Regions from separate parts of the Mus musculus genome. Here regions 2, 3, 4, 5, 6 and 7 are each linked to region 1. The links are chromatin contacts, called in public HiChIP or PLAC-seq and promoter capture Hi-C maps. All regions are on one chromosome and are shown on one strand. Each heading gives the region's core, a stretch centred on a gene start, on an enhancer-like site or on the middle of the called end of the contact. The rest is flanking DNA. Distances are from core to core; before and after follow the strand shown. Region 1 holds the start of Txn1 (thioredoxin 1). Region 2 has its middle 39 kb from the start of Mir3095. Region 3 holds the start of Pakap (paralemmin A kinase anchor protein). Region 4 overlaps Pakap (paralemmin A kinase anchor protein). Region 5 has its middle 17 kb from the start of Musk. Region 6 overlaps Pakap (paralemmin A kinase anchor protein). Region 7 has its middle 34 kb from the start of Svep1.

The links. Promoter capture Hi-C pulls out the DNA fragments that hold promoters and counts their contacts. HiChIP or PLAC-seq counts read pairs in DNA pulled down with a chosen protein or histone mark. Capture Hi-C pulls out chosen DNA fragments and counts their contacts.
Region 2: a contact with region 1 is called in a promoter capture Hi-C map of hippocampal neurons, with 2.0 times the contacts expected there. The contact joins the enhancer-like site here to the promoter of Txn1 in region 1. A contact is called at or near these places in 4 of 39 promoter capture datasets (the 3T3-L1 cell line, the HPC-7 cell line and hippocampal neurons), 2 of 484 Hi-C or Micro-C datasets (adipose-derived mesenchymal stem cells and tail fibroblasts) and 4 of 115 datasets of contacts at active chromatin or transcription factors (bone marrow-derived dendritic cells, bone marrow-derived macrophages, embryonic stem cells and 1 more).
Region 3: a contact with region 1 is called in a promoter capture Hi-C map of adipose tissue. The contact joins the promoter of Pakap here to the promoter of Txn1 in region 1. A contact is called at or near these places in 2 of 115 datasets of contacts at active chromatin or transcription factors (embryonic stem cells and epiblast stem cells) and 1 of 9 other capture datasets (adipose tissue).
Region 4: an H3K27ac HiChIP or PLAC-seq map of epiblast stem cells shows a contact between it and region 1. The contact joins the enhancer-like site here to the promoter of Txn1 in region 1. A contact is called at or near these places in 1 of 39 promoter capture datasets (the C10 cell line), 1 of 15 datasets of contacts at CTCF or cohesin (the NIH/3T3 cell line), 9 of 115 datasets of contacts at active chromatin or transcription factors (bone marrow-derived macrophages, craniofacial prominence, embryonic stem cells and 4 more) and 1 of 9 other capture datasets (liver).
Region 5: a contact with region 1 is called in a CTCF HiChIP or PLAC-seq map of the NIH/3T3 cell line, with 5 read pairs. The contact joins the enhancer-like site here to the promoter of Txn1 in region 1. A contact is called at or near these places in 6 of 39 promoter capture datasets (the 3T3-L1 cell line, 3T3-L1-derived adipocytes, the HPC-7 cell line and 3 more), 2 of 15 datasets of contacts at CTCF or cohesin (the NIH/3T3 cell line and large pre-B cells), 3 of 484 Hi-C or Micro-C datasets (cerebellar granule neurons, nephron progenitors and uterus) and 14 of 115 datasets of contacts at active chromatin or transcription factors (the NIH/3T3 cell line, the SCID.adh cell line, bone marrow-derived macrophages and 9 more).
Region 6: a contact with region 1 is called in an H3K4me3 HiChIP or PLAC-seq map of stem cell-derived neural progenitor cells, with 19 read pairs. The contact joins the enhancer-like site here to the promoter of Txn1 in region 1. A contact is called at or near these places in 7 of 39 promoter capture datasets (the C10 cell line, HPC-7-derived erythroid cells, embryonic stem cells and 3 more), 1 of 15 datasets of contacts at CTCF or cohesin (the NIH/3T3 cell line) and 14 of 115 datasets of contacts at active chromatin or transcription factors (astrocytes, bone marrow-derived dendritic cells, bone marrow-derived macrophages and 9 more).
Region 7: an H3K4me3 HiChIP or PLAC-seq map of bone marrow-derived macrophages shows a contact between it and region 1, with 4 times the contacts expected there. The contact joins the enhancer-like site here to the promoter of Txn1 in region 1. A contact is called at or near these places in 10 of 39 promoter capture datasets (the 3T3-L1 cell line, 3T3-L1-derived adipocytes, the HPC-7 cell line and 6 more), 2 of 15 datasets of contacts at CTCF or cohesin (the NIH/3T3 cell line and large pre-B cells), 4 of 484 Hi-C or Micro-C datasets (cerebellar granule neurons, myeloid progenitors, nephron progenitors and 1 more), 20 of 115 datasets of contacts at active chromatin or transcription factors (the NIH/3T3 cell line, the SCID.adh cell line, T-cell acute lymphoblastic leukemia and 14 more) and 3 of 9 other capture datasets (adipose tissue, embryonic stem cells and pancreatic islet).

Annotation. Positions count from the first base shown.
Region 1 is chr4:57,954,763-57,958,548 of GRCm38.p6, reverse strand. Txn1 (thioredoxin 1) reads left to right here and starts at 2,138. Exons shown (of 5, transcript NM_011660.3): 1 at 2,138-2,362. The coding sequence starts at 2,339. It overlaps Gm35344 (a long non-coding RNA gene), which reads right to left and starts at 2,106. Exons shown (of 3, transcript XR_881303.3): 1 at 1,037-2,106.
Region 2 is chr4:58,400,205-58,403,990 of GRCm38.p6, reverse strand. No RefSeq gene overlaps it. Among named protein-coding and RNA genes, the nearest start is that of Mir3095, 39 kb to the left of the region's middle. Within about 2 kb of position 1,675, at least 100 of the 459 cell types and tissues checked have an H3K27ac peak or open chromatin away from gene starts, as enhancers often do. A contact at or near this core is called in adipose-derived mesenchymal stem cells, bone marrow-derived macrophages and hippocampal neurons, where this site is marked.
Region 3 is chr4:57,565,934-57,569,719 of GRCm38.p6, reverse strand. Pakap (paralemmin A kinase anchor protein) reads right to left here and starts at 1,890. Exons shown (of 11, transcript NM_001384150.1): 1 at 1,777-1,890; 2 at 1,305-1,350. The coding sequence starts at 1,349.
Region 4 is chr4:57,638,753-57,642,538 of GRCm38.p6, reverse strand. All of the region lies in intron 3 of Pakap (paralemmin A kinase anchor protein), which reads right to left. Among named protein-coding and RNA genes, the nearest start is that of Gm52699, 18 kb to the right of the region's middle. Within about 2 kb of position 2,113, at least 47 of the 459 cell types and tissues checked have an H3K27ac peak or open chromatin away from gene starts, as enhancers often do. A contact at or near this core is called in epiblast stem cells, where this site is marked.
Region 5 is chr4:58,267,149-58,270,934 of GRCm38.p6, reverse strand. It overlaps the pseudogene Gm30907. Among named protein-coding and RNA genes, the nearest start is that of Musk, 17 kb to the left of the region's middle. Within about 2 kb of position 1,849, at least 18 of the 459 cell types and tissues checked have an H3K27ac peak or open chromatin away from gene starts, as enhancers often do. A contact at or near this core is called in the NIH/3T3 cell line, where this site is marked.
Region 6 is chr4:57,658,528-57,662,313 of GRCm38.p6, reverse strand. All of the region lies in intron 4 of Pakap (paralemmin A kinase anchor protein), which reads right to left. Among named protein-coding and RNA genes, the nearest start is that of Gm52699, 38 kb to the right of the region's middle. Within about 2 kb of position 1,678, at least 35 of the 459 cell types and tissues checked have an H3K27ac peak or open chromatin away from gene starts, as enhancers often do. A contact at or near this core is called in astrocytes, neural stem cells and stem cell-derived neural progenitor cells, where this site is marked.
Region 7 is chr4:58,238,923-58,242,708 of GRCm38.p6, reverse strand. No RefSeq gene overlaps it. Among named protein-coding and RNA genes, the nearest start is that of Svep1, 34 kb to the right of the region's middle. Within about 2 kb of position 2,113, at least 18 of the 459 cell types and tissues checked have an H3K27ac peak or open chromatin away from gene starts, as enhancers often do. A contact at or near this core is called in 3T3-L1-derived adipocytes, adipose tissue and bone marrow-derived macrophages, where this site is marked.

The DNA.
Region 1 (3,786 bases), core at 889-3,388:
TTACAATTAAAATTCTAAGGACCATTTTCCATGCCGCTATACACAGGGATCTTGCTGAAGGACAGGTTCAGCTCACATCTTTCCACTGTTCAGGAGAAAAAAACAAACAAACAAACATCCCTTTTCCTCTGAGACTCATGTTACAGCATCTGTGGTTTTTAGTTTGGTTTTGTTTTCTTTTTTGCCAACTTCCTGATTACTCAAGACTAACACCTGTTTTATAGTCGCCCCATCCACCCCAGCTCTCTGCCCTCGTCTCAGACAGATGCCGTTCAGTATAACAGCCTGTCGCTGTTCACGTGGTCGGTTCACAGGGTGCTAAGCAGTGGACACATTTCTCAGCTCGTTACACATACAGTATTGTAACTCAAACCTTCAGCATACGGTGGTATTATTTTCATTTCGCAAGGGAACCTGGGGCACAGAAAAGCTAAATAAACTGCCCTAGAGAGACAGAGCTACTTAAGTGGGGATGCAGACAGGAGAGCTGGCAGAGCTGTGAAGAATCTTAACACTCACTCTAACCTCCCAGTTCTTCATTCTCTTATTGTCGATATCCCCCACATTTACCCATGTGTATTGGTACTGTACAGGTGCCAGGGAGTCATGCCTTCCTAGCAGAATCAGTGGACATCTGAGGGTCTGTGGAGAGGTGCCAGCTAAGGGAGGAACCCTTCCAAGTTCTACAGGTCAGTGTTTGACTACCAAAAAGCCAGAAACCTGGAATGTAGCTGGACTGAAAAGACCCGACAGCTGCAAAGAGAATTAATAGATTCTGCTCATCTGCCTGGGGTTCCTCTCTGCCTCAGCTGTCCTAAAGGGAAGGCTACTGCCTTTGGGGCAGCATCCACCCGCAGTCTAGGGCTATGTTCAGAACACTCCCTCTTGTCTACATCCTCACTCATTACTTGAATTCCTCAGCCCTTCAAAAACATCGCACAACTGGTTCTGGTATTTTAAATGTTTTGAACAAGGGAAGCCAGTGGGTAGGGGTAGGGTGGCTGAGACACAGTTTCATTAGCCTCCCGTGCTTCACCTCGATGTAGATTTATCTAGATCGGCTCTCCAAATGCAGGCTTGGTGAGTTCCTCCCAGGATGCTGGCTCTGTCCAGTCTCCACCTCAGCTGCTTCACCAGAACATACAGCGGCACTCTTGGGGCTGCACAAAGCCACCTTAAGAATCTTAGCTTCTTCCACCATGCCCTGTCCTCCTGAACATCACCTCAGTTATCATTGAAGAAGACTCTTCCTGGCGTCCTCTCCCAAGGCGGAAAAATCTCCTCAAAGCCTATACTGTCATTGTAAATACAAGGCAGCCAAACTCAGCAAGGCCCCACAAGGCACCACGCAAGCTTAATTAGCGCTCGCGATGACTATAATTAGAATAATTCATTGAGTGCTTCCTTATGGGCCAAACGCTGTCCTCAGTCAGTTTTCAAGCCCTTAAATCCTTCAAGACAATGCTGGGAGCTAGACTATCCGATCTCTATCATGCCTACATGTGCATGGGGCACAGAACAGGGCTCTAAACGGCTCTGTGCCTCTCCCAGTAGCAGGTTCACCTGTTAAAGTTAAGGAATAGGAGAGAGAGAGGAGAAAGAAGCGGCAAAGAACTACCCAGAAAGTTGGCGAGGACGCGCACTGAGACACTTCCTGGTCATCGTTACTCAGCACTTTGAGTCGAACTGCAGCATGGCCGCCCTAGTCTAAGGATACACCTCTGCCTGGGCAGTCCTAGGGACTGTCCCCAGCCCCAATCTGGAAGTATCTGACTTAGGTCTAGTTTGGGGCATGGGCAGTGTGATTACAGAAGGACTCTACGGTGTGAGAGAGGACCGTGATCTACCCCGGCGCTGTTCGCTGTTAAAGTGCCCTTGAGGCAGCTGGAAGTTGGCTCTTAGGGGTAGCTGCCGCGCGGCGTCTGGAGCCTGGAAAAACCCGAAGCTGCTCCAGGAGCCTGTGCTAGCTCCGCCCCTTATAAACTAAGGTTCTTGTTCGGCAGCTTAGAGTGGGGCGGGGAAGCCAGGAGTGAGGCCAGCGCTAGGACAGTCCCCAGGCTGCACTAGTAGCCGACTCTGGCTCCGCCCCCTGGAAAACCGCCCCACCTCTTGGGGGCGTGGTCTAGGCGCGGCCTGCCCAGGCGCCTTGGCGGACGCGGGAGGCGGGAAGCGCGTCCCCGCCGCGCGTGCCCGTCCGCCCCGCCCTGCTGCGCTCCGCCCTATTTCTATAAAGAGAAGGCGGGCGCCGCACTCGGTTGCAAGCTCCGTTGGGCGCCTTGGATCCATTTCCATCTGGTTCTGCTGAGACGCGTGTGGCTCCCTCCCCGCAACAGCCAAAATGGTGAAGCTGATCGAGAGCAAGGTACGCATGCCCGGGCGCCGCGCACATCCCGCGGTGCTGAAGAGGACACTCTCGGTGTCCCCGCGGGCTTAGCGGCCCAGGGCCTGTGTGCGCCCTCGGCGGTGGAGCATGCCCTGGGGGAGGGGACGAGGGGACCCTGGAACGCCGGGTACGGGAGATGCACTCGTGGGCAGCACCTGAGTCCCCGGAGCTGCACTCCCTACCGCCAGCCCAAATCTGGCGGAGGTGAAGAGATGGACCGGGGTCCTCCTGTGACACTCCCCCCTTCCCGTGCCCCAACTGAATCAGGATTTAGGATCTCTAGGAAAAGATGGAGAGCCGCCACTTCTCGAGTACGCGGTGCCACACGCCGCGCGGGTGTGTTGTACTGCTGGGCTCGGCCTTAGTTTCCCTCCATCAGTGACCTGCCGCCTAGAGGACACAGGCCAGGTCGGTGCATGAGGGTGGGTCTCGGGTCCCAGTTAAGTACCCTCGGATCGGTACCCCAGGTGACTACTAAGGAGAAAGGTCCAGGCCGCGCCCGAGAGACTCCTCCTCCTGCGTCGCAGGGCGTGTTTCCGGCAGCTCTGGCTTTGGAATGACTCAGTCCCCAAAGTCTGGCCCCGGGGCCTCGCAACCTTAAGGTTTCAGTGATTGACCCTCCATAAGTGGGCTTTGCTGGAACCAGGGCTCTCCCCCAGGGAGTAGTCAAGTACAAAGTCCTGCCCTTTGGGAAAAGAAAAATAATACCCAAGGGAAAAACTGTTACCATATTCGAAAGTTACTGAGAACCAAAATATCCTCCAGATTGGGAAACCCAGAGCCTGTTACACTGTAACTATTCGGGGAATATTTATAAAATGAAAAGTGAAAGGAGGTTGGGGGTGGAAATTGATGTGTGAAAGACTGGCTCACCCTTAAACTAGGAAATCCGTGGAAGACAGGTCCGCGCCCTCCAGTTTTGAGCACCTGGTTGGGTCTCAGTACAAAAGTTGGCTCACCCACTACCAGCCATATTAGTCCCAGCACCCAGTTGGATCCTTATCTGTTTAAACTGACCTACTTATGGAACCTTTGCCATTCCAATAGGAGCGGTGTACATTGGTGCCAGGAAACCAGTTACTCGGAAAAAGCTTGGGCCCCAAAAGCCTGCTACCAAGGCTCTGATCGGAGTCGCCCAGAATCAGAAGTTAAACTGAATACACATAAATTTCATGTGATGGGCTTAAGTTGATTAATTAAACTATGTAAAATGTAGCCTTATTTCTGACGACTGTGTGGGTAGTTAAAGGCCCCTGGGGTCAATCTCCACACAGGAGTGGAATAATAGGCTATGATATAATGGCTCAGAAATCAACAGTTGATTTGCCGTGTTTATCTTTAAGAATAAAATTATTCCTTGAACTACACACACACTTTGCTCAGTGCTTCACAGACCACGTGTT
Region 2 (3,786 bases), core at 426-2,925, 450 kb before region 1:
GTGTTTGGGTAAGTGCCCCCTTTCCAATGAATTCATTCAACGTCTTTCTAGAAACCGATGGCCTTTTCTAGGATATGAATACTTTTGCTTTCTTCTAAATATGTTTTGGTTGAGTATAAATTGAACTCATAAAAATTAATAATTAGATGTATTAAATGTGCATTTCCCCCATTGTAGCCACACCCATTTTGCTGAGTGAAGCTACATTTTATATAGTGCAGTGGCCAGGCCTCCTTCTGATGCATAAACAGTGTTGACCAGTGGGGTCTTGAAAAGAGGAAATCCCTATGTGGAAGAAATCTCAAGGAGGCCCAGGTATCCACCGGGCTCCATTCCTCTTTGACTATAACACAGCACACACTCACACATCGTTGTTCATTCCTTCAAGGCTTCAAATGCTCACTGTGATCTTTTATTCCATACTCAGCCACAAATGATCTCACCATTTTCCCAATGGAGCTAACCCAAATTTATCAGTAGGAGCCTCTGTTCATTGTGTCTAAGTCTCTTCCTGTTATTTATCCCTTTTGTTTGTTTGTTTTCTTTAGTGTGTGTGTGTGTGTGTGTGTGTAAGTGTGTGTATGTGAATCGCATGAAAGTTTCATTTCAATATAACACCATTGGGATATATCAGAGAGCTTGTAACGATTCAAAGAAATGGAAATATCTAGAGTTGATACTCTAAAAGTAGAGAAGAATGTTTCCTACTTCTGTCTAAGTGAGGCTATACTCATCCTGAGGAACAGCTGGCGACAAGCTTCAACATCTGTATGATATACATATGTATGACATGCTAGCAAACACTCTGTGGTGCAAGGAACAGGAAGTAACTTGAATTAACGTAATGAACAGATGAGATTTTTACTATGATGGTAAAGGAGATACTGAGGCAGCCTAAGGGCAGAGTGTCTGCTGCCCAGTTCTTGAGTTCCTTTCTCCTGTGTATAACTCTTTTATCTGTACTTGCATATGGTTCTTTTTTTGCTGTCGATTTGGAGTCGGTTCTTGGATTAAAATGACACATGGCTTCCTGTATTTGGCACCTGTTCTTCCCAATTCTATTGCCTTGAACTCCTGAGCTCCATCCTCATAGACCCTGTTGTGTGAGCACTTTTGCTACCTACTTAGCTACTCGCTGTTCTGAATCCTTGAGTTTTTGCTTTGGCGTGCCCTCAGGTTTTGCCCAGTATTTACATTCCCCTCCCTCCCTTCCTCCCTCCTTCCTCTTCTCCCTCCTTCCTTGCTTTGTTTCTATTGTCTCGGCAAATGGGCCATACCTGACATTTTTATCACAAAATGAGGTGTCTGAAACTGCTTTGATATGAAGGTAAATGGCTTTTCAAACACATATGTGTATGTGTTTATATACTATATATGTATATATATATTACACATAATATATATAATAGATTCTTCATATCATTTCCTGTCTCCTGTGTTGGGGTAGGTATGACAATAGACAGTGCAAACTGGCTTCGGTGTGGTGTCTGCTTGGAAGAGGGGGAGGGCTGGTTCGTTCAGATTTGGCAGTGCCATCCTCAGCCACAGGACAGTGAAGACACAGTCTAGTTGGCTCTCTCACTTCAGCTTCTTGGCTTCCAGCTACAGTGACTCAGCTTAGGGGTTTATAGAAGAGTGAGTCAACCCAAACTATGGAATGAAGTATGGTTCTTGCATTTAATAAGCTTAGTCATCCTGGGCATCTCCCAGTCTGTCTGTCATATCCAACCACACAGCTTTATTGTTCATTATCTGCTGTTATTATGAGGCCATGGGTTAGCTCTTGTGTGGGTCTGTAAGAGGGTGAGTTTAGTCTTCAGTACGAAACAAAATAAGATGTCTTTTGTTTGCATAATGGTGGCATCGCCATGTTCCACTTTCCTGGCATTTAGCCCGGGATTTTTTTTCTCTCTATGAAAGATAGAAAGGTTGGGTTTCTGCCACTTCTGTCATTTTAGGGGTGGGAGTGTGAGGGAAGTTACATAACACACTGTGGAAGCTGTTCTAGAAGAAATTGTCTTTGGCTGTAGGCAGGGAAAGGGGTATTTTGTGAGGTGGATGTTTTTGTTTTCAATCAGAAAATCCCTTTCCCTATGGTCACTTCTTATTACAGATAACACATCGATAACCATGCCATTTGCTGTTTGTCAGCATGCTGTCGGTCACTGAAGGTCGAAGACCAAGGTCAGTCAGAATGTATCTCTGGGCTTAGGGGATAGCTCAGTTAGCTGAGTGCTTGCCTGACAAATGTAAAGATACCAGTTTGATACCCAGAACCTGCGCTTAAAAAGCTGGGTGTGTTTGCACATTTTTAAATCCCAGGTGGATTTAAAAGCAAGCAAAGACAGGTGGATCCCTGAAGCTTGTTAGCCAACCAGCTTACTGGACTAGAGCATTTCAGGCCTGTGTGAGATTGTGTCTGGCCCCTACCTGTAGATACATTCATATGCACCCTTATACCTCTACACACACACACACACACACACACACACACACACACACACACACACACACACACACTGAGCTCTGACTAGTAGATTTCTCCCCTTTTCTCCAAGTGGGAAAAGTTTTGCAGTGCTGGCGACTTTGGAGAGAGAACTTGCTGGTTAACTAGTTGGAAGATTAATCGCTTTATTCTTTCAAGGCGCCTTCTTCCACATATGTCGACTTTTGAGCTGTTGTGGGCAACTGCTCAACTCCCAAGCTGATGAGCTTCTCATATGCTTCTCAGCCGCTGGTCTCCAGCCAAGCGTCGAATCATCTAACGGAGTGGCTGCCAGGGCCTTTTCTGTGTGATTCCCCACCACATGCCCACCCCTCCGCATTTCTGGAGACTTCTATTTCTCCTGAATATCCTTGTCTGGGAAAGATTATCTTGGCAAAGAAGCAACGGCATTGGGAAATCAGAGAGGCAGCTTCTTGGTTGATGGGCAGGGGTGGTGCCTTGCTGAATGTGGGCAGCAGCAGTGGGGAGCTTGGAGCGCCTCAGTCCGTGAGCGGTACATGTGAGCTCATTCCTTTCCTTAGATGACTTCAGCCACTTAAGGCAAAGAAGGATATCTGAGAGGCCTGAGAGGCCGGTTCCTCAAGCTGACCAGTCTTTTTCTGACAGAGCCGTGAGAACTACCCTGAGATTCAATGCATGGTGTTGGGAGCACTAAACGAACAGTTACCAACCAGGCCACGGTAGAATTACTCTTTAACCTTTGTGTGTGTGGTGTGTGTGTGTGTGTGTGTGTGTGTGTGTGTGTGTGTGTGTGTGTACCATGGCTATAGGTAAGAAGAACATCTTCAGGTGTTCTCTCCTCTCACTTTGTCCATTCTGGGGATCGTTAGGCTTGGTGGCAAGCACCTTTACTTCCTGAGCCATCTTGCCAACCAAGCCAAAAGAATTTGCATGTAGCTGGGCAGTGGTGGCACATGCCTTTAATCCCAGCACTTGGGAGGTAGAGACAGGAGGATTTCTGAGTCCGAGGCCAGCCTGGTCTACAGAGTGAGTTTCAGGACATCCAGGAGTATACAGAGAAATCCTGTCTCGAAAAACAAACGAACAAACAAAAACAAAAACAAAAAAGAATTTGCATGCAACTTGGGTATGTTAATATATAAACATGTACATATATCAATCATTTCTTGATATACTTACTTTAAAGCAACTTTTAGAATATATCTAATTTTCCCATTTATTAAAGATGGAAACCATTTGGGTACTAATGAGATGGATAGGCCTGTTTAGTTTTACACTGTTAAGTCATGGATAAACATCTGATACTGCAGGATGTGGAA
Region 3 (3,786 bases), core at 641-3,140, 390 kb after region 1:
TGACACTGACTTTAGAATCCGCGAGCAACTCCATTAACCATCAAAATGTGCACACACTGCGTGGAAAGGGAAGAGAGGAACAAACAGCTTCCTTGAGTCCAAGGATCAAGTTCAAAGACAGCGTCAGAAGCCAAGTTGTATACGCACAGCTCTCTCCCTAAGGCATAATCAGAAGAGTTTGAGAAAGGGGGTCTCTGAGCTACTGAGTCCACATCAAATGTCACTAAAATGAGAAAGGCCTGCATGCACTTTGCCAATGAAGACTCCACCATCCAAAGGCATTTGAAAACGTTTTCATACATCAGTCGCTTCCAAAACATTACACAGTATTTCTCCAACAAATTTATGTGTTTCCAGGGAACTCTTGGAGCACAGGGGAAAAAGTACTTAGGTGAAAGAATGTCTGCAGATTCTTTTGTGCCAACATCCTAGCAGACCTCCTTTAATTTGCCATTATTTCATAGAGCGCCAGTAACCATTCCCTCATCCGCAGAGGAAATATATAATCCAGCTGTGGTGGCTCCAGTGAAAACCACATCTGTGGAACACTGGCAGAACCAGCAAGGCCTCTCCGACTGAGGCAGTGTCAGACAGCGCTTGTCCCAACCCAAGATGCACATGGTACAGTACTCTGTAAGTGCAGAACTTTGCCAAAGCCGGATGCTCTTTTGTATGCCGAGCCAATGGTTTTCAGATAATCCACACCCATAAGAAAGAGACTCTCCTGAAATATTACTTCCAATCCCCAGCTGTAAGACGCCTCTTCCCTTTCTAGGGTGGTGGCCTGTGCCAGAGCCCTTGTTAATGTCAAACAGAGGAAGAAAACGGGCACTCCTGGATTCTGGGGGACGTTCTACCACTCAGGTGGCTGCTGGCTGGATAGCTGGCTAGGAAGAGGAAGATAGCCACCATGGGCCACCACTCTCTCCCTTCTCTGGAGTTGGAAGGCAACATGCTTAAGGGTACTGGGTAATAATATTCCAGGAGTTCCCGCAACACACACACACACACACACACACACACACACACACCACCGTTTAGTCTATCCCTAAAGCGCGCGGCAGCAAGCATCTTATTCCTAAGCCAATTTTCCATGTTCAAATCTTCCTAGTCCCAAGTGTGCCCCCAGGGGTTTAGTCTACAGACATATAAAAGGCAAAAGGCAGCGTCGCTAAGCCTGGACAGACTTTCACCCCAGCACAGGGCCGGAGGCTACCAGGCTGGCATGTCCCTGGCCCTGAGCCTACAGGTCCCCGTCCACCCCAGACAATAGAGCAAGAAAATGAAATGAAAAGTGGACTTACTGCTATGGCTTGCAGCCTCTCCTTGTGCAATTCCGCCTCTGCCATCCTGGAGAAGGGCACACGGGCAGGGGAAAAAGGAAGAAAAACAAAACACACGCTGTAGTCACCCAAGGAGATAAAAGGGCACCCGTGGGGAGCTCAACTCGACCCCGGGGACAGCCTAAGGGCGCGTGGGGTCTGCTCCTGGGGGGGGGGGCGGGCAAAGCTGCGCGCACGGCTGGCTCAGAGCTCAGCCTCCGTCTCCACCGGCGCGGCCGCCTGGCTGCGCCCCAGCGCCGCCGCGAACTGCAAGATCCCAGTCTCAACCGCCACCGCCACCACCGGCCGCGCCAGCCGGGAACGTGGGCCGCCGGGAGCCTCCGGGAGAGCGCGCTCCGCAGCACTAGGTCCCCGCCCTGACGTCTCCGCGCCTCGCTCCGCCCCTGGGGTGTGGGGGACCCGTGGCTGCCGCCGTCGCTCGCGAGTGGGGCACCTGGGGCGCTTGTGATTAGTGAGCTGGGGGTTGGGGGGCGCACAGCTGGTGCGCCTTGGTGGCCGCGCGCGCTACGCTCTGGGTCTAGACAAGACCAGGCGGCGCCTCTGCTCTGAGCAAAGATGCCAGCAGAAGGGGCCTTTGGCAGAACGCAAGCCCCAGCACGTGTCCTTACAGGCCGGCTACGGCCACCCACTATCCCCAGCTCCTTCTAACTGGCTCCAGATGCTTGGGCTCCACCTGGGGACATTTCCAACAGATAAATGCTGTCTTGTCCACGTGCTTTAGATAGTAGTACCCTCAAGGGCAGGGGCGTATCACCAGATAGGTCACCCTTCTGGTGACACACCAACAGAAACAGCTCAGAGTTTGAAGCCCTGGGTGTCTTCCTGGACAACTAAATCACTCTGAGCCCCAGTTTTCTTATCTGAAAAAAAGAGAAGGATTGCAAATGACCTGGCAGAGACATCCTTAAAAATGATTGTGGCTAGGAGCATGGGGAGATAACTCAGTGGGTAAAGCAATTAAGGATAAGGATTGAAGTTTATATTCCCAGCACCCACGTAAAAGCCAAGTGGTGATGGGAGCCCCTGTAATATGAGGGAAGCCCACAAGCTTCAGGTCAGGCACTAAACTAAGCTCCTCTGATGACCGGGAAGTGATGACAGCACAGGCCCCAAGAAAAAAACATGCTAACAAGAAATAGTCCTTTCCCATATAGCTATGTATTAAAAAGGCAGCAAACGGAGAGATGGGTGATGGAGGCTAGGAATCCAGCTCAGTTGTCGAGTGCTCGCCTAGCCTATATTGAGTCAGTCAGATTCTTGGGAGTCAGAGTGGGGGCAGGAATGATGGCGGCAAAGGGGGTGAATGAACTTAAAGTCACCAAACTGTATACTGTAAAACGGCTAAAACAGCGCATTGCATACTATGTATATTTCACACCATTTCGTTTTCACAAAGAGAGATGGAAGTGGAGGTAAGGAAGGAAAGGAGCCTAAGAGACTCTTCAAGGGCCACCATTTGTAAAGATCTGAACGTAAAAGCAGAAGAATTGGGGTTGGGACACAGTGCTCTCAGTGCAATCACCTTGCTAGTCACGGCTAAAGAGCTGAAAGTAGCCAAAATGAGAGCGCAAACCAGGGAGAAAGTCAGCCAAGGACACAGATGAAGTAGAAGATCCGAAGAGCAGAAGGAAAAACTGGAGGACTTACTCCAAAAGCCACAGCAAGAGGACAGGAAATTGTATCGGGGTCATGTGCTTCTGTGTGGTTCAGGACAAAGTAGGCGGAGGAGAAGCTGTAGGCTTCAGGACTGAGGAGCAGAGAGCAGTCACTCCAGAGCAGGAACTGTTTAGGGGGGCATAAGAAACTATACAAAGTGGAAAGTATGCTGGGGCATCAACAACCTTTCCCGGATCTTAGGAAGTGTAGAAGGAACAGGAAGGTGGTCAACAGAGAGAAGGATCTTTAGATTAGAAAGGGTGTAGAGTGCCTGGCTATCAAGGGAATATTAGACTTGAGAGACGCTAGAGCAAAGGAAAATGCACGTTAGGCAGGGTGTTCTCAGGATGGACCAGAGGGCATTCTTGTTAGCATCCCTCGCCAGTTCCATCTTGGAATGGAAGCAGAAGGCAGCAGAGAACGAGGGAGGAATGGGGAGGGACAGGAAGAAGAAATTGTGAGTTGGAATTCTACAGAACAGCTGGGGAGCTTTGCCCGAGTTGGCCTGGCAACTAAGTGATTGACATTGATGGAACTGGAGAAATGATTTAGAAAGGAACTCTGGGCAATGGGGGACCCTAAAATATGGATTCTGGGTTTGGGTGGCTCAGTAGTTAAGAGAAGTGGTAGCTCTTCAAGGGTGGGGGAGCATATCCAATTCCAAGCACCCACGTGGCAGCTCACACCTCTCTGAGACTCCAGTCCCAGGGAATCTGACGCCCTCTTCTGGCCTCTGTGAGCACTGCACACATATGGTGTCCAGACATATATGAAGACAAATATAATT
Region 4 (3,786 bases), core at 864-3,363, 320 kb after region 1:
ACCAATGAATAGGTGGCCTAAGGATAAGGACATATTGAAGATGTGGTATCAACAACGTGATCCTGACAGTGCTGATGAACACTCCGCAATGTGGCAGTCCCAAAGGAATGCAGTTTGTCATACACACGGAACGCATACAGCCCTGGGACTTGGGACAGAATAATAAAATAGACAGATTTCTGCCCATTCAACCAAAGGGCAAAAGAGGAATATTAAGTTCCGTCCATGCTGGGTAATACACTAGCTGATTTATTTTTTTAATTCATATTATCACAAGTCATATTATATAGACAATAAAAATAAATCATTGTTTCCATAGTTTAAAAAAACCAAAAACCATTTTTTTCTAAAGAATAATGACAGCTCTTGTCTCATAGGAGGTTCCAGCATATTAACAGACAGGGATTAGACATGAATGGTACCTGCTCAGGAGTGAGCAGATAAATGGAATGAAAGGAATCACAAGGTGTGGACCTGGGCATAAGAATGAAATATGAGTGTGATAAAGATGACATTTAAGTCAGCGAGGGAAAGGAAGAATTAATAAATCAAGCTGAAGGCTCGCTGTGAGTAAAAACATAAAGCTTTATTCTCACCTCATACCTTATTGGAAAATAAATTCTAGATGAATTAAAACTACTGAAGTATATGATCAAACTTACGGGCAAGCATTTGAGATGGAAATCTTTCCAAGTATGCTTATAAGTAACTTAATGTCAGATAAGATTTCATAAATATTAAAAATTTGGCTTATTAATTCAAAAGAGCCCATATATATTTTTTAAAAAGAGATAATTTAGATACAGATGTCAGTATAAGCTAATTTTACCCAGGGGCTCATGAGGCCTGTGACAGAGATTATGGAGGTTATATAAAGCATATACTCCTGTGGGGGAAGATATCTGGATGGTGAGTGGAGGTTATATAAAGCATATACTCCTGTGGGGGAAGATATCTGGATGGTGAGTGTTCAATTGATGGCTTCCTTTTTGATGATGTTCTTATTCTTTGTTTTTGAAATGATACAATTCTTCATTTCCTAACAAGCAAAATTAATATAGCTATCAAAATTACTTACTGGGCTGATTTCTAGGTATTTCCTAGAAAATCTTACTTAAAAACATCAGTTATTAAGTAAAGATGAGCGTCTCATAAAACACGGCATCTCATGGTTTCCTATCACAGGGCATACATAACATCTGAATATGCCGTACACTGATCATTTGTCTCACTAAAGAATTTGTTCACAGTTGCCACGTAAAGTTATGCTGTGACTGTGTACTCCTAAACATCTCAGTGAGCAAGAATATTCAACAAGCATCCCAGTGCCCAAACCACTGCTTTGCTTTCTATTTATTGGTTTTGACAGGAGACCAGTGGCTCTGTCTAAATAATTCATATCTCAGTGCATGACAACAAGCATCCGTTAAGCCATTGGATATGTGGGTATATGTGAATACAGATATGAGAAGTATACAAAGGACATTAAAATTGCATCTTAATAGATAATGAAATTCAGCTTTAATGTTCTTCTATTTGTCTTAGAACAGAGAATATTTGCTTTCCCCAAAAGTGTCTAAGATTATAAATTAGTGAAACAAATGTCAATGACCGACATCTTTCCTAATATTTTTTACTTTAGAGAACTTAGAATCATCACTTTGACATGACTCTAAATAGTCTACATCTTCTGTAGCTGATGAAAATGTACTGAGAGTAAGAGATACAGTAGTGATAGCAATTGGCACCTGTCTAGACAAATCACCTAAAAAAAAAAGACCACCCATTTAAAGAGGAACGGTTTCCCGGGAAGATCCTTGCCCATGGAAACAGACAGCCCTGGGGCTCATCAGGCTCTCCCACTTAGCAGACAGTATACCCCTGAGCCAGCTACTTGCCATTGTGAGTTTGTTTCCAGACTGTGAGACGGGGAGAGGAATCTATCTTGTGATGGTTATTGAGAGCTTATATTTAAAGTCACAGGCACGTGCTAGGTACCTAAAAGGAAACTGTGGGCTTTAGTGATCGGAGGATGTGGAGGCTCCTGTGATGTGGGAGGAAGCTAGCAACTCTCCTCTGAGAAGCTCAAGCAGGAAGGAATTCAACCTAAGTGCATTTTCCTCAGCTGAGGGGGTGACCACCAACCTGGAACCTGACTGACGGTAGGAAAGACGACTCACTCACTACTCAGCTGAGTCAACAGTCAGCTCCTTTAAAGTGAAACTCACTCCCTTCTGGCGACTGCAGTAATCTCATTCCCCAGTCAGGCACCCGCTTCCTTCTATGGAGACCAGACAGCTACTTAGGAAGGCTGGACTCAGAACAAAGAGACATGGAACCACAGCTGCTTTAAGTGGGCACAGTAAAGCCTCTTCTTATCAAAATTCCCAGTTCCCCAGTGTTTAGAAATGGGTACTCCCCTGGGTGGTACCTTACGCGCACTGCCATGTTTGGAGCTTTGGGTCTTTCCTTTTTAGTTTTCAAGGCTAGCCATCCGTGCTTATTCTGTCTACTCCATCCCTCCCCCTGAGAGAGGAAAAGACAATCAATGCATTGTACTCTGTTTACTAAACTAACATCACCTTCAGCCCTGCCCATCCCTGAGTTGCAAGGTTGCCATGGTGTAAGTGTTGTGTGTACCTTTGATAGCCAGTCTTAGATACTGCCCGATGCTCAGGTTGACAAGTCTGTTGTGTTTCCTGAGCGTTTCCTCACATAAAATGAAGTCAAATTTCCCATTGTTTCTTTAAACTGAATGGATGGATGGATGGATGGATGGATGGATGGATGGATGGATGGATGGGAAGATAATGAATGGACAGATGGAGCATGTACAGAATATGTACAGCCATGCTGGTCAGCAGCAATGAGTCCTTGGCATCTTAGCTGGCACTCAGAATGATGACAGACACAAAATGAACATGGTCTCTGAAATGTTCACTCTGTGGTTTTGAATGCAAAGACCACAAAGGCAGCGCACTACATTGAGGCCAGGGAGGGGAGAGGCTATTGGCCAAAGCCCCCACTCTTACCAGAAAGTTCTCCTTTTAACCCATAAGTAACTGAGTTCTTAATATATGTCTTTCTATCACAGGGGGTGAATTGCCCACACGCTGGGCCAGAGACCCTGCTCTCTCCAGACTGGTCTGGCCTTATGCAAGCCTGTTATCATTTGTAAACCCCACCTCTATAGAAAGATAATCCTAATTTTAGCCCCAGTCCTGCCTGGGCAATGTTGTCAGAAGACGGTGTCAGCATTTGAATACAGCTCAGGCTGCTCCAAAGTCAGGTCTGGAGATGGAGTGGAGAGACAGACAGAAATGGCCAGCTGACACCGCGCTGTTCGTCTTCCTCTAGAACACTTGTCTCTGGTTACTGTGCTTGGGGAACTCACAAGCACACCGGGCAGATATAGGTCAGGCTGCTCTTTGAAATCAGGAGCCAGCTTGCTCACCATCCTCGCTTGGAGGATTCATTTAACACAACCCGCTTTTCCAGAGAACGTGGAAGAGTAAAAAGGTCCACTCTGCTTCAAAGAATCCCAATAATGCACACACAGCAGTACCCCATCGGCCCATCAGCAGACCCCTCCCAAGCAGCCCCTGAGAAAAGCGATTCTGCACACGCAAGATCATGGCAACTTGAGGCCAGTGGGAGGTTTTCCTTTTTTAAAAGCCCAGGAATAGTCAGACAGGGAAGCAGCAACTCTGGGCAGGTCCTTGAGCATGGCCACATTATTACCTGAACATGCAGAAAGCAACATTCAGCCACCAGTGGGGGGCATTT
Region 5 (3,786 bases), core at 600-3,099, 310 kb before region 1:
GTTCAAAGGCATCCTTGGCTTCCTAATACGTTTGAGGCAATCCTGAGGTCCATGAGACCTTGTCTGGGAAGTAATAGGCAGGTTGTAAGGAGGGAAGAGGGGAGAGAGGACAGTGTCAGAGAGGTGTGCTGAGAACACATGGGAGTCTGAGGATGCTCACACAGATTGGCGTTTGAGCTGAGAAGTCAACTAGGCACATAGGAGGTCAGGAAAAGGAGTATTTGGGGAAGAATCCCAGGAAGTGGATTCCATAGGATGCAGGGATATGAGAGCTATTCTTGCATGATTTTTCTTTCATTTTGTGCCTTTTTGTGGCTGCCAAGTGAAAGCTATATGCCGAAGGGTGCAAAGGAAAAAAATTAAAAGGAACAGACAGAATCACTTTGCATGCCTCATGGGTTATTCTCAGACCTCATGATATCATCTCAGGAGTGGAACACCTGCCTAATATGTATAAACTTCTGGGTTCAATCTCCAACAACAACAACAACAACAAATTAGAAAAGATAGAAGCAAGTTTTTAATTATGTGTAAATAAGTAAACAAAAATCTAAAGTTTCTAATGCAGAAATTCACCACTGCTATAGTGTGTTGTGTGTGTGTGTGTGTGTGTGTGTGTGTGTGCACAGACATGTAGTTTTGCTCCTAAGTCTCCAGGCCCTTCACCCTTCCACTTTCAGGACCTGCTATGGCATCAAGACCCTGTCTATCATTAATGATGCTGCAGCTTCCAGATTCTACTTTCCATGTAACTAAAGCATATCGCATGATCACATGACCAGGATGAGCCAATGAGATTCTTCATGCAAAAACAAAGCAAAATGTTGCTTTAGGGTTCATTCATCATGGCGCATGGCAGCAGCAGCAGAGTCTGAAGGATCAGCCATGGTGACAGGAAGTCACAGGGTCCAGCAGCTCCTGGGCTGAACTTGAAAAAGTGCCTCCCAGCCATGACCTTGTTTTTCACTCAGATTTCTAGTTTACGTATTTAGGCTTGTGGTTGATTTCTAGAGCTTCACACTCTTCTAGAAAATTCCTCATAGCATACATTAGATAGAGCTGGTGTTGGTTGTTGACAGTGAGAATGACAGGCAACAAAAGGGGCGTTTTGGGGGGGTTGTTTTGATTTGAGCTCTACCTGATGCTGTACTTTGTACTGTCCCACAAACAGAGTTTTCATAGGCATAAAAAGTTGTTACCATAACTCCTCACGGCCCAGCACTGGGTTCTCCCAATGTGAAGTTCAAGTGATTGGCATTTAGCTACCAAGTATCATTATTTTATAACACCATGTATTGTGCCCACTCATTGGTCCCAGGTGATCTCCCAACAGCCTCCTGGGCATCAACCATGTTTTGCATTTTTAACTGAGACTTCACAGAAATCTTAAGCTCCACCATTGAGTTTGGTCTCATCATGGCTTACATGCTGGGCCTTGCACTACATCTCACAGCTGAGCCAACTTTAAAATGTGACCTATTTTATGGTGCAGTACAAGCCAAGGCCTCTGAGTCCTTAATATGGGGTGGGTGGGTTGGTTGGTTGGTCTAACATTGAATGTAAGTCAATTGTAGCTTGCACACGTGGGTGTCACGTGGCCTTAGCCAGACCCTGTCAGGGCTCAAAGAGGGTCATGTTTGATTTATGTGTTCTTGATAGCACCTAGCTTTTTATTTGGATTTAGAGATAGCTTTAAACACATCAATCAAATGAGCTGTTTTAAAATCTTTCTTCTCAGCTGTCCCTGGTGCCAGATTGTCTAACAAATAGAGGCATAGACAGATGTAATTTGTGGCTGGTGGAGACAATTCTGTGTCATGCAGCAGGCCAGCTGATGGCACAATCCACAGCCTAGTCCATGCCTGACTCACAGGCAGTAAGTAGACTTCTAACTCATACCCAGATGGACGTTTAACTCCCCCACACATCAAGTAATGAAGGTTTGCCGCAGAAGATTGATGTAAACATTTGTTTGAAACTTGACAGTTGAACTTGGCATTGTATGATAACACACTTTTGCATATCACACTGTTCTTACTGGATTAAAAACTGATGTCTATGGTAACTTGCAAAACAGAACTTGGGCAAAATAATAAGCAGGATATGTGATATCTCATGTATGTACCAGAGACACATAAACAGACACTCCAGTCCCAAACACTTCAATAGGATTACAGTGTTTCTCTCATGATAGCAGGGTGAGAGAATAACCAGGATTTGTGTGCAAATAAAGCTCAGACATAAACATCAGGAATGAGATAGCCCTGGTTTCTAACAGAATTTAAGGATAAATATTTGTTACAGGGCTTATAACTGGCTACTCACTACAGTGCACAAAAAGCTTATTTAAAGTAACTTTTTAAAAAAGAAAATGGAGAAAGACTGTTTTAACAGGAAGAACAGAGGGTAGGAAAACTATAGAGTGACAGGAAATCTCTTTCTCAGAGCTCAGAAAGCAGCAAATACTGACCCTCACTATGGAAATGAGGTTTCTTCGGGTTGTTGCACTTTGGGATATGAAGCACAATGAAGAGCTACTTCTGTGACAAGGAGCCTGGCACTGACCAACTACTAGTGACTAGAGGAATGCCTTATTTCCAATGTTCTTTAGTTTCATCTTGACAAGGAAGTTAAACCCAAAGCACTCATAGCCCCCAGTCTTCCTGGCAGGTCCTGTAGGGTGCCTGTGTGCTTGATTGGCAGGGTCTAGTACAGCCTGAGGGCTCGGTCCTATCCAGATGTGTCAAAGTTTTATTAGGAACACCTGGGTCCCTAGGACACCCTACTGGGTTACCAGGAAATTTGGGTAGGAATGGGTTGGTAACCTTCATACTTTACAAAATCAGCGCTGCTGATAAAAGAAGTGAAACTTTGAAAGGCTGGAGTCCTGCACCTGTCCTGGTCGCTATTAGCTAGCTGCATGGGAACAGCCAAGAGAGCTGTCAGGAGGCCTGTAGACCTAAGCCAGCTGTGCCCCATGGGGATTTAGAGCACAGCTGTGCACGTGCCTAAATTCCATTTCTCAGGTGGCGTAAGTAAATGTCTCTGAAATATGCAGCATGACCTGTGGGTACCACTCTCTGTCTCTCTGCGTATGTAGTGCAGCAGGCGTCAGAACCTTCTTAGGGAGCCTGAAGTGAGGACCAAGGTCTTAGGTGAGGTCAGGGTCCAGTTGTTTACTGGGATTCCAGTATTCGCATGAGCCCATGAATGTGGTACGAGGACGGTAGAAAGTGGGCTGGGGATGGTTGACAAGTTTGTTTTGCCAGGAAGGAGGTGGTGTAAGGGGACATGCTTAGCTCTGTGACTGCTCTACCAACCTCCTTTATCCCAGAGGGACACTCGGATCCAGAGGACACAAGCTAAATGGGACATCAATTGACCTGATTCACCTTTAAAAACTAAAATTAGAAAACTAAGTGTTCTAATGATAATTATTGTTATCAATGGCATGAACAGGGCCTCATTTATAGGCGGAGATAGTAGAAATATTTGTTTGCAACAGGGCCTTACTACACAGCCCTGGCTGACCTGAACTTCTCATGGAGACCAGGCTGCCCTGGAACTCACAGAGATCTAACTGCCTCTGCCTCTTGAGTGCTGGGATTAAAGGTGAGCCCCGCCATGCCTGGCCTACTTAGAGAGTCAATACTGTTAGGCCAACCAACCAACCAACCCCGTATTCAGGACTCTGTAATACACAGATCTGCAGATTTCCATCTTTATTTTTACTATTATGAATTAGTCACCTTAGGTACACATTGTGATGCTTGGTGCCCAAGTTAT
Region 6 (3,786 bases), core at 429-2,928, 300 kb after region 1:
TAAAATATTGGCTGGGTTTATCTATACAAAACTTCACTAATAACTTAGTTATGGTTTTAACCCTTCAGTGACCCTGTGGAGCTGAGACAGGTGATGGATGTTTAGCTAGATAATTACTCCTAATGAATATGCATGTAAACATTCTCTGTCGTAAACTTCTATTTCTATTTATGTGTGAACTTTTGATGAACTTTTTAACATGTGGTCATGTATTCTACATGACGTTTAAGAGCGGAGGACAAAGAGAAGAGTCAGAACTGAGGGACTGGGGTGAGAGGAATGGAGGTGAGAAGAACTGAGCTGAGAGAGGAACTGAGCTGAGGAGAAGTTTTTAGATAGAACACTTTTTAGATTAGAAGGAGAATGCAGAGTGGAATAACTTAGAAACTATAGGTAACATAAAATACTAAGAGAGCACTGTGCAGAATGCAGAGGGAAAGAGGAAGAAAGAAGATGCTGCAGAGAGCAGAAGGAGCGGCAGGCTTCTCCTTACCCTGGGAAAGAGCAGATCCCATGGTAAGGACAAGGCAGGCTTAGTCTTATTTTTTAAAGAAAATGCCTTTTTCTTACAAACATGGGTTTAATTCATTTAGCATTAAAAGTGTAGAAGTCTTTTCTTTCTCTATGTAATAAAGATTGAACTCATTTATTATCCAGAATGAGTGAGTTCTTTCTGCACCGGTGCTTGGTCTTTTGCTCCATATGCATAGGTGAGTATGGATGTGTATGTACATATGTAATTGTGAGAATGTATGCGTGTGTGTGTGTGTGTGTGTGTGTGTGTGTAAGTATGTAATTGTGAGAATGCAGGCAAGCTGGACCCAACTGGGTTTGAATAGAAATGTATAAATGAATAAACGAGCATGTATGAATCTGTATATGAACTTATGTGAGATCATGCATATTCGCTTATGTAAAAGTTTTCCCTTTTGTGAATGGTATTCTCTACTTCTGGTTCAATAGAAGTTTATTGCTCCAAACTTCCCCCTAGCCTGACAAGCAAGAGGCATCTGGGCAATAGGGAAAAGGCTCTAGCAATTAATCCTTTACTTAATCTCCTGCTGTTTTAGGATGTGGTGCTAAGTGCTTGAGATTGCAGACTCTGGCCTCAGAGGAATGCAGAAAGCAGGTCAGCTGCAATAACATAGTAACTTAGACTTAGATAAGTTATCTTTTTATTATACAGCAACCCTAAATTTCTCGTAAGGCAAAGTCTTACCCTCTGCCTATGCTCTTCCCCCTCGGCTGCCTCAAGAAGAGCCGATAAGAAAGAAGAGCCCCCCTCCCTCTCATCAGAACTGTCCCCCCCAACTCCCAGCAGAAAGTGAGTCTGGGAGCAAGGCAGTAAGCAGGCTTTCTCCATGGTCTCTCCTTCAGTTCCCGCCTCCAGGTTCTTGCTTGAGTTCTTTTGCCCTGACTTCTCTTATATGTTCACTGTGATGAACATATAAGCCAAACAAACCCTTTTTTCCTCCGTGTTGGTTTGGTTGTGTTTTATCACAGTGAAGGAAAGCATACTAGCACAGGTGGCCACTCTTGTGCCAGGTGGCAGCATAGCAAAGCCAGCATTCCTGCTGAGGGATCCCCAGAATTCTCTGGACACCAGCAGTGCTCTGACATCACCCTTTCCTTTTGTCTTTCTCCACTTGAGGAGAAAAAGCATGACACTAGAATGCCCGAGAGTGGCTTTTATTCTAGTAGAGATTCTGTTTCCAAGGAGACAGCATAGCTGAGCAGTAAGGCAGGAGAGGCTGTTGGTTGGCAGGAAGTAGTCCCATGATTCTCGTGGTTTTTAGAAAGGTCACATACAAGCCGCCATTTCTTAATACTTTGTAAAACTGAACACCTTGCTCGGAGTTTGTTTGTTTGTTTGTTTGTTTGTTTTTAAATCTCAAAAAGGGAATGAGACTTTGGGAAACATGCTGTTAATTTATTTACCTGCCCCCTACTCAACTTTCCCATTACAGCATAATTCTCGCCTGTCATTAGGCCTGGAGTTCCACTGCCACAGTTGGCAGTTCCAGCTTCAAGTGAGGAAGCCTAGATGTCTGAGGATGCTCTGGGTGAAGGAAGGATGAGGAGAGCATGAGTGTGCTAAGGAACTGGATTCAACAGAGGAAGGGGGCTTGGAGCTTCTGTGTCCTATCTGCTTCCAGGAAGGCTCCACGCCTGAACCTGAGGGCAAAGAGAGACTGACTGACTCTGGATGGAGACAAGTCTGCCTGCTTACACAGGTCCTTCCTATTCATAGCTTGCCTTGTTCTGTGGGCGGTGTATGGTTGTCACCAGACCCAACCATAAGACTTCCATGTTATTGCTGGAAAGGACTGAGACCATGTGCTGTAGTTTGGATATGGTATGTCTGCAAAGGTGCCTGTCTAGTCCCCCATTTGACAAAGCTGAGAGGGGGCAGGACCTTTAAAGGGCTGGGCTCAGGTAAATTTGTTTAGATCACTGAGAAGCCTTTCCTTTAAAGAGAATTTAAAGATATTTTTGTATGGTAATTCCTAGTTAGTTCTGGTAAGAGCCAGGTATGAGTGAGCGATCCTGGTTCTGGAATCACTCTCTGCATTCATGTCTTAGCACACAATATCTTCTTGCATATTCTCTGGCCCTGATGTCTTCTAACACGTTGTGAGGTCATCAGGGGATCCTCACCAGAATTAGCACCATGCCATTTGGCAATATTTTTTTGTAACTCTAAAACTGTTAAGACAAAGGAACCTATCTCTTTATAAAGTATCCAGCTTCATGCATTGAGTTAGAGTACTACGGTAATGCTCTATTTACACATCATCCTCAGAATGAACGATGGTCGAGAAGTATGAGAGAGCTTATCAAATAGAAGGGTCAACATTTCCATTCTACCAAGAAGGTAGAAGGGGAAGACACCATATTACAAAGCTACAGGCAAATAGTCCTTTCAAAATAGAAGAGCAATATTTTCGAGGTTTGTTGTAGAGGAGCAACTTGGGGCGTGTCAATAATAAGCCTAAAGGCTTGGAATCAACTATCAAAAAATTGACTTTGCCCAATTCCTTCAACTGCAGCAACTGTTCCAAGAGTTGGAAACTGTAAGCATTCCTTGTATTAGGCTCTTACAAGGGTTCAGTCTATGGATAAAATGTATCCACCATCTTCATAGTTCTAGACACTAAATTACTAGATACCAAACAAAATGATTCTACTGCAGTGGTTTTTAACCTTCCCAGTGCTGCAACTCTAACACAGTTCCTCCTGTTGTGGTGACCCTAAACTATAAAATTATTTTGTTGCTACTTCATAACTGTAATTTTGCTACAGTTATGAATTGTAACATAAATATATGAAATGAGGTCCCCAAAGGGTTCATGACCCACAGGTTGAAAACTGCTGTTCTAATGAACCCTGAAGAACCAGAGTTGGGGCACAGTGCTTGGGACACCAGGTCACCTTGGAAAGTCACCTGAGTACAGTTTAAGGGATCTTGCTCCTATACCTGTGCTGGTATCCAAAGCTGACACAACCATCAACATCTAGGCTTCCACTGTGTATGAAAACAGTCTTTCCTGGGTTGTTCCAGAAAGATAGGACAGGGACCAGAGAGAGGCTGGGAACTGCAGGGACAGAGTATTCATCTCCAAAGCAGGGTCCTCGCAACAATGAAATTTGTTCCCATATGAACTAGTTTGGCTTTGCATGTTCTCTGTCATTGACTCCCACCCCTGGGGGCCAGTCTCAGGTGTCGGCTCTAAGTTGATCCAGGTAACTGACTCACTCACCATGATCAAGAGCCCATGGTTTATG
Region 7 (3,786 bases), core at 864-3,363, 280 kb before region 1:
TGAAATGCTCTCCCCACCTAGCTTGTAAGGCTATGGATTGTGGGCCAGGTGAGATCAGTTTAAGTACCCAGAAGCAGGAAAATTGAGTGATATAACCCCTCTCTGTCCCCTAGAAAAGGACTGAATAACCTGAGGCAGCATGAGGAAAATCAGTCCTCGGGTTAGACTGATTCATGCAAATCATTAGAAACACAGGCTAGGACCCAAAGGAGGAAGGCATACACAGGTCCAAAGAGGCAGAGGCAAGGTTAGTGAAGAAGGTATAACCCAAAGGACGTGAACACAGGCCTATCACAAAGGAGGCAGACACAAGCAGAGCCCAAGGGGACAGGTACTGTGTGAACTTTGGCCCTAGATTAAACTAATCAGTTCTAGCCCACCCCATCAAACTTACCAGGGTTGGAAATACACAGAGACCCCATGAGAATGGCCCAAGAAAACAGGCATGGACAACCCAGGAAGCGAGACTGTGAATTAAAAAGAGCCAAACACTCATTTCCATAGACTCCAATGAAATCCAGACCATCATTAGAGAATACTTGAAAATTTATTCCAAAAAGCTGGAAAACCTAGAAGAAATGGATAGGTTGCTAAGTGCATATCATCTATGGAAATTAAAGCCAGGAGCTATAAAGAAATCAAATTGACCCATCACAAGCAATGAGATTGAAATTCAGCCTCCCATAAAAACAAAACAAAACAAAACAACAAACAAACAAACAAAACCAGGACAGAATACATTTATCTCCTGAGTTTCATAAAACTTTTGAGGAAGATCCCATAATAATGCTTCTTGTTCCAAAATATAGGAGGCAAAGGAATATTTCCAAATTTATTCTATGATGTCAGCATTATCCTGCTACCCAAACCTGTTGAAGTCACAACAAAAAGAAACTACAGACCAGCTTCTTTGCTGAAACGCAGTCACAAACACAAACACTTGCGAACTAACTTCAGGGACACATTCAGAAGACAGACATGATGACTAAGTGTGCTTCACTCTGGATTCACAAGATCGGTTTAACCAATGTAAAAATCAATAAAGGTAAGGCGCCGTATAAACAAAGTTAAGAACAAAAGCCACATAATCATCCCTAGGGTGATGAATGGGGAGTCTCCAAAGCTCACCAGACCAGCAGAGCTGCCTGGAAAAGTCACTCACCAGTCTCTGAGCTCCCTCGGGTGTGTGGTGAGCTCCAGATCTCTGACTTTCGTGAGGCATCACCCCGGCTGGCATTGGCTGTTGGTGATGCAGTTTTCATTGAATTTCTGCCCCTGTATAAACCCATCCCCATACTACAAACATCCCCAAAGAATTCCCTGGTTTACGAAGTGGAGCTTTGGTGGTCTATCCATATCTCCCCACACAACACCATATAACTAAAATTAGGAAATCAGTGTAGAAGATAGCACACAGACCATGTCTTTCTGGTATTAAATTGTAGTGACGGTCTTGGATGAGGGTCAGAATTTTCAAGGAGTGTGGGAGAGAAATGAGGCCCAGCTCCAGTGGTTTAAAAAAATCCATATTAAATATGGGGATGGCCCCTGGGAGGTTCAAGCATTCTAACTTGTTGGCTTAGTCAGTGACTCTATTGTACACTCCATTGCTTTCTCAAAATATGACTAAGAATGCCACTTTCCTCAAGTCTTCCACACTACTAACAAAATGCTGCCTGCAAGTGTATACCTTTCTTCACAGGAATCAATTTGGAAAGACCCCTTTAAAATGAAAAGAAACTTGTCTTAAAAACAAACAATAAAAAAACAATTTAGAAACTTTAGGTAGAGATGAGAGAGCTTTGAGTTCACTGTAAACTTCCCCATAATACACTAACTTAACAAAAGCTGAAAAGGGAAGAGGGATCTGAGATGTATATCCAGAAACTGGAGTCTACAAGTCAGAAAGCATACGATTCTTCCTTGGATTCGAGGAGAGAGTGAGAACAGATGTTCCGTTTGTGTCCTAACATTGCCACAGTTATTTGGGCAGAACCTCGGCTCTTCTGAGAACTCTGGTGGTTCTTGTATAGCAGGAAATAAAGCTCATGAGACAAGCCACGTGCTCTTGGTAATTGGTTGAGCTGGGGAACAGTGTTGCAAGACCTAAAGAAGGGGAATGCTGTGCTCTGAAAATGATTGCACCACCGAAAAGCCAACCCCGGAGTCCTTCAGCTCTAGGTCAGACAAGAGATGAATTTCACAGATCTGCAGAGATAGACCAAAGCCTGCAGTGCAGCTGTGATGATATTAGATGCAGAAAGGTTTAAGGGAGGACAATAAGGGGAGGACTCCTATGTTAGATGTAGAGAGGTTCGGGGGAGGACAATGAGGGAAGACTCTTGGATGGGAAGGCTAATCAAATCATCTTGCAAATTTTGCTTCTGAAGAGAGCTAAGCTGTTCAGGGCTCCTGAAGTAGTTCTCACTCATAATGAATACAGTCTGGGAAAGAAGAGACATGGAAGTAGTGGATTATGGGGGAAAGATCAGACCAGCCAAGATTCAGAATTAAGCTCTGATGGGAGCAGTCAATGGTTCTAAGGCCTGGAGAGTCTCCCAAAATAAATACCCTCATTTTAATTTAGGGTGACTTCTTGTAACCTGTTGATTTCAAAGAATTGCCCCATCTTATCTAAATTATTAAATATATATGTGTGGGCTGATGGTAGTGTGTATTTTTGTTTTAGTTTCCATGCTTTATGGGGTCTGTAGTGATAGCATACTTTTTGTTCCCAGGTTGATCATTTTCTTCTTCTCTTCTTCTTCTTCTTCTTCTTCTTCTTCTTCTTCTTCTTCTTCTTCTTCTTCTTCTTCTTCTTCTTCTTCTTCTTCTCCTTCTCCTTCTCCTTCTCCTTCTCCTTCTCCTTCTCCTTCTCCTTCTCCTTCTCCTTCTCCTTCTCCTTCTTCTTCTTCTTCTTGTTCTTCTTCCTTTTTTATTGGATATTTTATTTATTTACATTTCAAATGATATCCTCTTTCCTGGTTTCCCCCTATCCCATCCTTCCTCCCCCTGCTTCTATGAGGGTACTCCCCCAACCCACCCACCCACTCCAGCCTCCCCACGGTGGCATTCACCTACACTGGGCATCAAGCCTTCCCAGGACCAAAGGTATTGATGTCTCACAAGGCTACACATGCAACTGGAGCCATGGGTCCCTCCATGTGTACTCTTTGGTTGGTTGGTGGTTTAGTTCCTGGGAGCTCAGGGAGGAAGGGTGTCTGGTTGGTTGATATTGTTATTCTTCTTATGGGGTTGCAAATCCCTTCAGCTCTTTCAGTCCTTTCTCTAACTACTCCATTAGGGACCAGTGCTCAGTCCAGTGGTTAGCTGCAAGCAACTGCCTCTGTATTTGTCAGGCTCTGGCAAAGCCTCTCAGGAGACAGCTACATTAGGTGTCAGCATGCACTTCTTGGCATCTACAATAGTGTCTGAGTTTAGGCCGGACATGGTGGCACACACCTTTAATCCCAGCAATCGGAGGCAGAGGCAGGTGGATTTCTGAGTTTGAGGCCAGCCTGGTCTACAAAGTGAGTTTCAGGACAGCCAGGTCTATACAGAGGAACCCTATCTCAAAAAAACAAACAAACAAACAAACAAACAAACAAACAAACAAACAAAAATAGTGTCTGGGTTTGGTGTCTGTATATGGAATGGATCCCCAGGTGGGGCAGTCTCTGGATGGCTTTTCCTTCAGTCTCTACTCCACACTTTATCTCCATATTTGCTCCAGTATTTTGTTCCCTCTTGTAAGAAGTAGCCACACTTTGGTCTTCCTTCTTTTAG